2 separate regions of the Mus musculus genome follow, and region 2 is linked to region 1. The links are chromatin contacts, called in public Hi-C maps. All regions are on one chromosome and are shown on one strand. The core of a region is the stretch at or near the end of the contact, and the rest is flanking DNA. Distances in the headings are between cores, read along the strand shown.

Region 1 (3,257 bases), core at 520-3,019:
AATTGGTAATTGGCAGAAGTAAGTTTAAAATTGATAGCCTTGGGGAAAAAAATCCATCCAAATACCAGTACATTATACCCTTATATGTGTGCCATGCTAAGATTTCAGAAAAACATTGCAAACTCTTCAGCTACCTACTCTCCCTGTACTACCACTGTGAGGACAAGGCTACTTAGTAGACAGGCTGGCTGGATACCACTTGAGTAGATTACATCATCTTCTGAGCAGGTATACCCATTTGTAAGATTGTCTAAATTAAAATAATTTCATAAGTCAGAAGTACAGCACATGATCCTCTCATTTATAAATGTTTACTCTCTAAGAAACTACCATGAAATTGATATACATATTATATATACATATATGTTTCTCTGCATCCCAAATACATGTATCCTATGGGGTTTTACACACACTTTCAGTCCTTGAATGGTTTGTAATTCACTTCATCATGAAAATACATTCTAAAATTTAAGTTTGTAGCCGGGCGTGGTGGCATATGCCTTTAATCCCAGCACTCTGGAGGCAGAGGCAGGCGGATTTCTGAGTTCCAGGCCAGCCTGGTCTACAAAGTGAGTTCCAGGACAACCTGAGCTATACAGAGAAACCCTGTCTCGAAAAAACAAAACAAAACAAAAAATTAAGTTTGTTTACAAGTACATCATTTAACCCAAAGTCTAGTTGAATGACAATGCAAAGATTTTAATCTGCAAAGGAGAAATGAATGTTTTCATTATGTCTTTATCTACATGAAGTTAAGTCCAGGGGAATGTTGTATTTTGTGTGATAAATGAATTTTATATTTGTCACCAATAAAGACTCCTAGGCTCAAGGGGGACAGTTGAGTAGGAAAACCCTGAACAGGAACTTGAGGAGACCTGGGTGATCCAAAGGCTGTTAGAAGGCTGCCTCACATGTACTAAGGCCTGGGGTTTCATCCCCAGGACTGAGAGGAAAGAAGGAGAAATGAATCCGAGGAGAGTTGAAGCAACAAGTTGGAATGCAAAACCAGAACTGTACATTGCACCGCTTGTTTTCGGGGAACCCCAAGGACCGGAGCCCCCTAAGACGGGAAGGCACAGATGAGACCTCGGGGAATCTCCCAAGTCCAGCTTCAGCACCTGCTGTCACTGGTCATGCCGAGAGCCAAACCCCATCTTGTCACAGGCTGGGCTGGCACTCACTTTCCTCACACAGCCCTGTGACTCCCTTCCTCGCCTCCCTCAGGTCTCTGTTCAAATGTCACCTCACCCAAGAAGCCTTCTCTAAGGACAGAGCCTAAAATAGCAGCTCCTGGTCCCAACCACAGCCACACCCATGTCGCCATCCTGGCCCGGCAATTCTGTTCTTTGTCAACTTCTGAGACCTCGCATTCCCCTTCCGCACTACCCTCCACAAGCAGACATTGTATCTTTCAACGGCTTACAAAGGCCCCTAAAATTATTGAAAATCTGTATGTATGTACCAAAACATATGAAATTTAACACCCAAATATGAAACTGAATTTTAAAAGTGGGCTATGTGTAGTGACGGTAATAAGATATGAGTATATGTTCCCATCTTCTACAAAGAGGACAGAAAAAGCAACACATTTACAAACTACTTTTATATAAACAGACATACACTCTCCAGTTCCTCCCTACTGTAAGTATTACGGTAATGCACTGTAGTGCTACTGTAAGTATTACGGTAATGCACTGTAGTGCTTGAGCACTGCACAGGCCTAGAAAACAGAAGCTGCACTTGCAAAAGAATGCAATGAATTTAGAAAGTTATCCAGGCCATTCCACAGTCCACATCTATTACCTAACTGGCTCTCCACGCCCTGGTGGATCTCATCAGCTACATCTTCAGACCATCCTAACCTATCTCTAACTTTGGCTGTCGGTGAATAGCCAATATAGTTTCATGCAACGGAAACTTCTAGACAAGAGTTGTAACTTCCATTGAATTGATTTCTTGTTTTCCTACCTAAAGTTGCTTTTTTACAACTGTGAGGAATGGGAAAAGGTAAGTATCCTTAGAGGTGAGAACACAAACTCTGCTCCCACCACCATCTAAGCTATAAGCAACCTTGGCCAAGCAACCGACAGTTCCCTAAGTTCCAGGGTACACAGTTCCGCTTACATAAAGGGAGGACACCTATAGCAATTCAAGTGTTTGAAGAGTCTAGTATAGTACTTAATTAGAACCTGTGTCAAAGCATTGTGTCAGTTTCTCTAAAGGTAAATAAAGCCATATTACTTTCTACGGAATGATTACCTACCCAAATCCCTCTTATCTTTTGATCCACATTTTGATTGCTCAACTGTGGTGCATCTTGCTCTGGTGGACATATACTGATTTTGTCCTATTTTGAAAAAGTTTAAAACAATTTAATAGGTGTGGTATAAAAGTGTTAATATTAAGTTTCAAGCTGGGCAAAACCCTTTGTAAAAGTCATGGCTAAAACAGTATGTGCCAAGACCCAAAACCATGACAGTTACTCTTTTGACTCTTACGTACAATTATAATAGCCAATACTGTGCACTGTAGTTTAGTCTAATTTAGTTGGCTATGTGGGAGGGTCAGAGGCACATGTCAGGTATACTCGCCAATTCCATCCCAGGCTAGTCCCTAAGACAGGGTCTATCATTAAACTGATCTAGGCTGGAAGCCAACAAGGACCAGTGATCCTCTTGTCTCTGCCTTCCACAGCACTGGAATTACACAAGCTTTCTATGTGGATTTAGGGATTTCAAACTCGGACCCCCATACCTGGGCAGTATACTCTGCAGCAGTAGATGATACTGCCATGATCTCATGGAATTTCATTCCCAATGTAAGCTGAAAGCTGGAGGCATTCCTTTGACATTGTGCATGCTAACGTAGGTCAGGATTATCCAAGTTATGAATAGGTCTAGAGTTTTTGCTAATTATATGGCAAATAACTTGAGCCTTCTCCCGGAATACACCACAGTTTTAAATTACAATAGCAAATGCTACCAATGGGCACCCAGTTCAGTAACTCTGAAGTTCAGAGTACAAGTGTCCTTGAAATTATAATTTTTTTCACTCAAATATAAAAAGTAAAACTAGAACTATGAGATGGGTCCACTTTTAAAAGAATTGAAAAGGTAAATTAATTCTTCAGTATAACAGAAATGGACCCAAATATAATTGTTCTTCATATCAAGGAACATAACTTCTAATTGCCTTTGTTTGTCAAAAGATGCATAACTGAAAACTCAATCGTAGCACCAAGTGGCCTGGCTAGAAAG
Region 2 (3,257 bases), core at 406-2,905, 43 kb before region 1:
TTCTGAACTAGTGATGAGATAAAAGTTGGCATGAGATACTAGCCTTATTTAATTATATGTGAACTCCTCTGCAGCAGAGAATAAGCTCCTACAGTATTAAAATAATGTCACCACAGATTTGCCTAAAACCAGTAAATCCCAGCCCTGAGAGGATGAGGTGAACTCATTGCTCTGAGTTCCAAATCAGCCTGGACTTGAGGAAAACCTTGTCTCAAAAAAAGAAACATCAGTGTGTGTGTGTGTGTGTGTGTGTGTGTGTGTGTGTGTGTGTGTGTTTAAACTTTTCAGTCTTATTCTTCACATTTATAGATGCAGCACATTTTGCTTGTACTCCGACAAAATGCACACTTCTTAAACAGGATGCAAAGCTTGTTCTCACAGTATAGCTGTTCTCAAACCTCAGCCCCATCCTGCAGAGATGTATGTGAACTAAAGATTTATATTCTTTATATATTCGTTATTTTGACTCCCCTCAAACAATATGCCTCCACTATTATCAAGTTGATTTTACACATTAAAAAGAAACATATTCAAAAATTAAAATGGAATTTCTAAAATTTCAAAACACACAAAAGTTCTTAGTAGGAAAGAAAGATCACAAAGACAGTGCGTGGATCACAGAGACATGACGTTTGTCATGGAGAAAGATAAGGTGACAATGTATAAGGTGGGTGGGCTGGAGGATGAACACAGGATGTGTATAGTTTGCCATGAAAATAAAATGCTACCCTTAAATTTAGAGTCTAATTTTACAGAGGCAGAAAATGTCTGAAATGTTATGTCTTGATATCACAAAATGTAGGTTAATCAAGAAAAACATTGGAGGTCAATAAATGGAGGGTCGCTGTGCCTGCACACTTAGATCCTATCACTTGGGTCAATGATGCAGCCCTTGCCTCCTAATAGTAAGAAGAATAATCACATGTGGATGGAGTGTGCATAAATCAAATTGGCTAAGTTCTAGGAAATGATTAGAATGATTTATACAAAAGACCAAGGAAGAAATTAAAGGAATAGAACTGGCAAAAAAAAAAAAAAAAAAAAAGATTGGAGCCAAGACATCCCTTGGTAGTTACTGAAACTATAATGCTGCAAATCCACCTTGCTCATATGTTCTACAAGGAAGCCATTGAGACACCATCCTGCACCATGACAAAGCTCACTGGCCACTAATAGCACTATATGGTCACACAGAGCATCCGATACTTACATACCTAAATACTGGACTTTTTGTTGGTATAATATTTTTATCTTTGTCTTTTAGAGCCTCTAACTTATATATTTCTTCAGTATCAATAAATTAACTGATCAACTTATTTCAAAAGAAGTCTGTCTAAACCTGTTCATGCCTGCATCAGTCACAGAGCTGTAATGGAGTAGTAAATATTTCCTAACAAATAAGTAATTCTGTTTAATGTTCAAAGTGAGAAAGCTAAAACCTACACAGAGGGTGCTACGATGAAATACCTCTGTGAAAGATGAAGGTAAGCAAGCAACCTTCCCCAAATGATTCCTTTAAAACAAAGACCAGAGCACGCAGATCCTGGGCAAAGGGCATGAGTTAGGGATAAACTTGTAGTCAGAGTCGAGAGAGACAGACAGACAGACATATGTATCCCTTTTTTCCCCCCTAGTTTGCAGAGTTTATCTAAGTGTACTTTTTACTTCCTCAATTCCCTATCCAGTTCAGAAAAATGGAACTTTCACAGCAATGAATGTATGGCCCTAAGATAAATTTGTAATTAATTTTTATAAAAATGGTTAAAAGATATTTTAACTTCAATTTTCCTAAAATCTCACCGTGTTGAATTTATCACTTATGTTGAATATTTTAATGGTTTTATCAGGTAATATTTAAGAATTACATTTTCTAGTATTTATACTTTTTATACATTTGCCACTTTTATTGGTCTATATATAATTTTTAACTTGGACGTTATTTTAAATGTTTATTTTTGACTAAAATCCTTCTATAGTTTTTAAACATTAGGTATTGATCACATGGCCCTAACTATACTGAACTAAACTCAAATTTTTTAAAAAACCAACTGAATTGTTAATTCCAGTATTATGCAATAACTGTGAGTATATTAATATTGTCTGTTGAGAGCTGTTTCCTAATAGACTCAGAAAAGCCAATTTGTGTCTTTCCTAATCACAGTTATTACAGCTTCCTGTCAAAAGGAGAATAGACGACTCCAAGCACAGAGAGGAGTCTTAGTGTCTACAGTGATTAAGGAAACTGTGGCCTGCGGTCATCCTGAGAGTTAGATGTTTGCTAACTTCTACTTCTTCTTCATACTTGACTGTAGTTAAACTTCATGCTTTGATTTCTTACATGTGCCAACATTAATGGCCTATATACCATTTGCTTGGAAGAGTTTTAAATGTTTACTTTGACTAACATTATTCTTTCCTTTTTTTTTTTTAAATGGGTGTAGAACACAAGGTCCTACCACTGTGTATAACAGTGAGCACAATTTATAATAAAACACAATAAAAATAAATGCTATTACCCTACTATAAACTATAACTTAATAAGCAGACAAACCTGTGGTGGCCGAAGCCTCTGCTTCCCGCAGTTTCGGCGCAGCTAGCAGCTTTTCTTGCAGTGATCGTTGGGCAAGCTGCGTGTCCCATTCTTCCAGTTCCTTCTCAAAGCGCTGGTTGTCCTCCTCAACAAAGTCTCTCAAGTCTGGAGGTAAGGTTTCCATTCCAACAAGGGCCTGCCCAGTCTCTTTATTAAACTCCTCTGAAAATCATATTTCAAAAACTAGTATAAAATTAAGAAGTCACGGAAAAATGCAAAGTTCAAAATAGAATGCATTTCAAGTGGCATATAAACTATATACTATTCATTATTACATACAGTCACCATAGCAAACATTACCTACATTTTCTTAAAAAGTCTAAAAGTGCTCAGAAAAACAAAGACATAACTATTAGAAAAATGAGTCGAAGGTTTCTGATAAGTTCCTAGAGTCTGAAGAGTAGCAAGGAGAGGCAATACAGAATTAATTAAAATGTCTGGTGATTCTAACATGAGCCTAACCTCACTTTGCTATTATAAGAAAATATCCAAAGTCTGATTATGCAGGAAATAACTGTTTCACCAAAGTCAGAAGCAATCTCTGACTATGTTAAGCTCAAAGTAGAACTAAAACCGTTTTTTATGTTAAGGGATTAAATACAACATAAAATCACATAAACTGTGAAGCTTATCAATGCAGCAAGGTGTTCTGAAACAATGTGCAACT

Evidence for each region. A called contact is a pair of places that touch in the nucleus more often than the background predicts.
Region 2: a contact with region 1 is called in a Hi-C map of bone marrow, with 1.8 times the contacts expected there. The contact joins two enhancer-like sites. A contact is called at or near these places in 2 of 15 datasets of contacts at CTCF or cohesin (CD8 T cells and the NIH/3T3 cell line), 13 of 484 Hi-C or Micro-C datasets (the C10 cell line, CD4 T cells, CD8 T cells and 10 more), 1 of 115 datasets of contacts at active chromatin or transcription factors (bone marrow-derived dendritic cells) and 3 of 9 other capture datasets (adipose tissue, liver and pancreatic islet).

What each region holds. Positions count from the first base shown.
Region 1 is chr16:77,040,208-77,043,464 of GRCm38.p6, reverse strand. The region is part of intron 3 of Usp25 (ubiquitin specific peptidase 25); the gene reads right to left. Among named protein-coding and RNA genes, the nearest start is that of Usp25, 28 kb to the right of the region's middle. Within about 2 kb of position 1,769, at least 20 of the 459 cell types and tissues checked have an H3K27ac peak or open chromatin away from gene starts, as enhancers often do. A contact at or near this core is called in bone marrow and granulocyte-monocyte progenitors, where this site is marked.
Region 2 is chr16:77,083,244-77,086,500 of GRCm38.p6, reverse strand. It overlaps Usp25 (ubiquitin specific peptidase 25), which reads right to left. Exons shown (of 24, transcript NM_013918.2): 17 at 2,552-2,752. Among named protein-coding and RNA genes, the nearest start is that of Usp25, 71 kb to the right of the region's middle. Within about 2 kb of position 1,655, at least 25 of the 459 cell types and tissues checked have an H3K27ac peak or open chromatin away from gene starts, as enhancers often do. A contact at or near this core is called in bone marrow and granulocyte-monocyte progenitors, where this site is marked.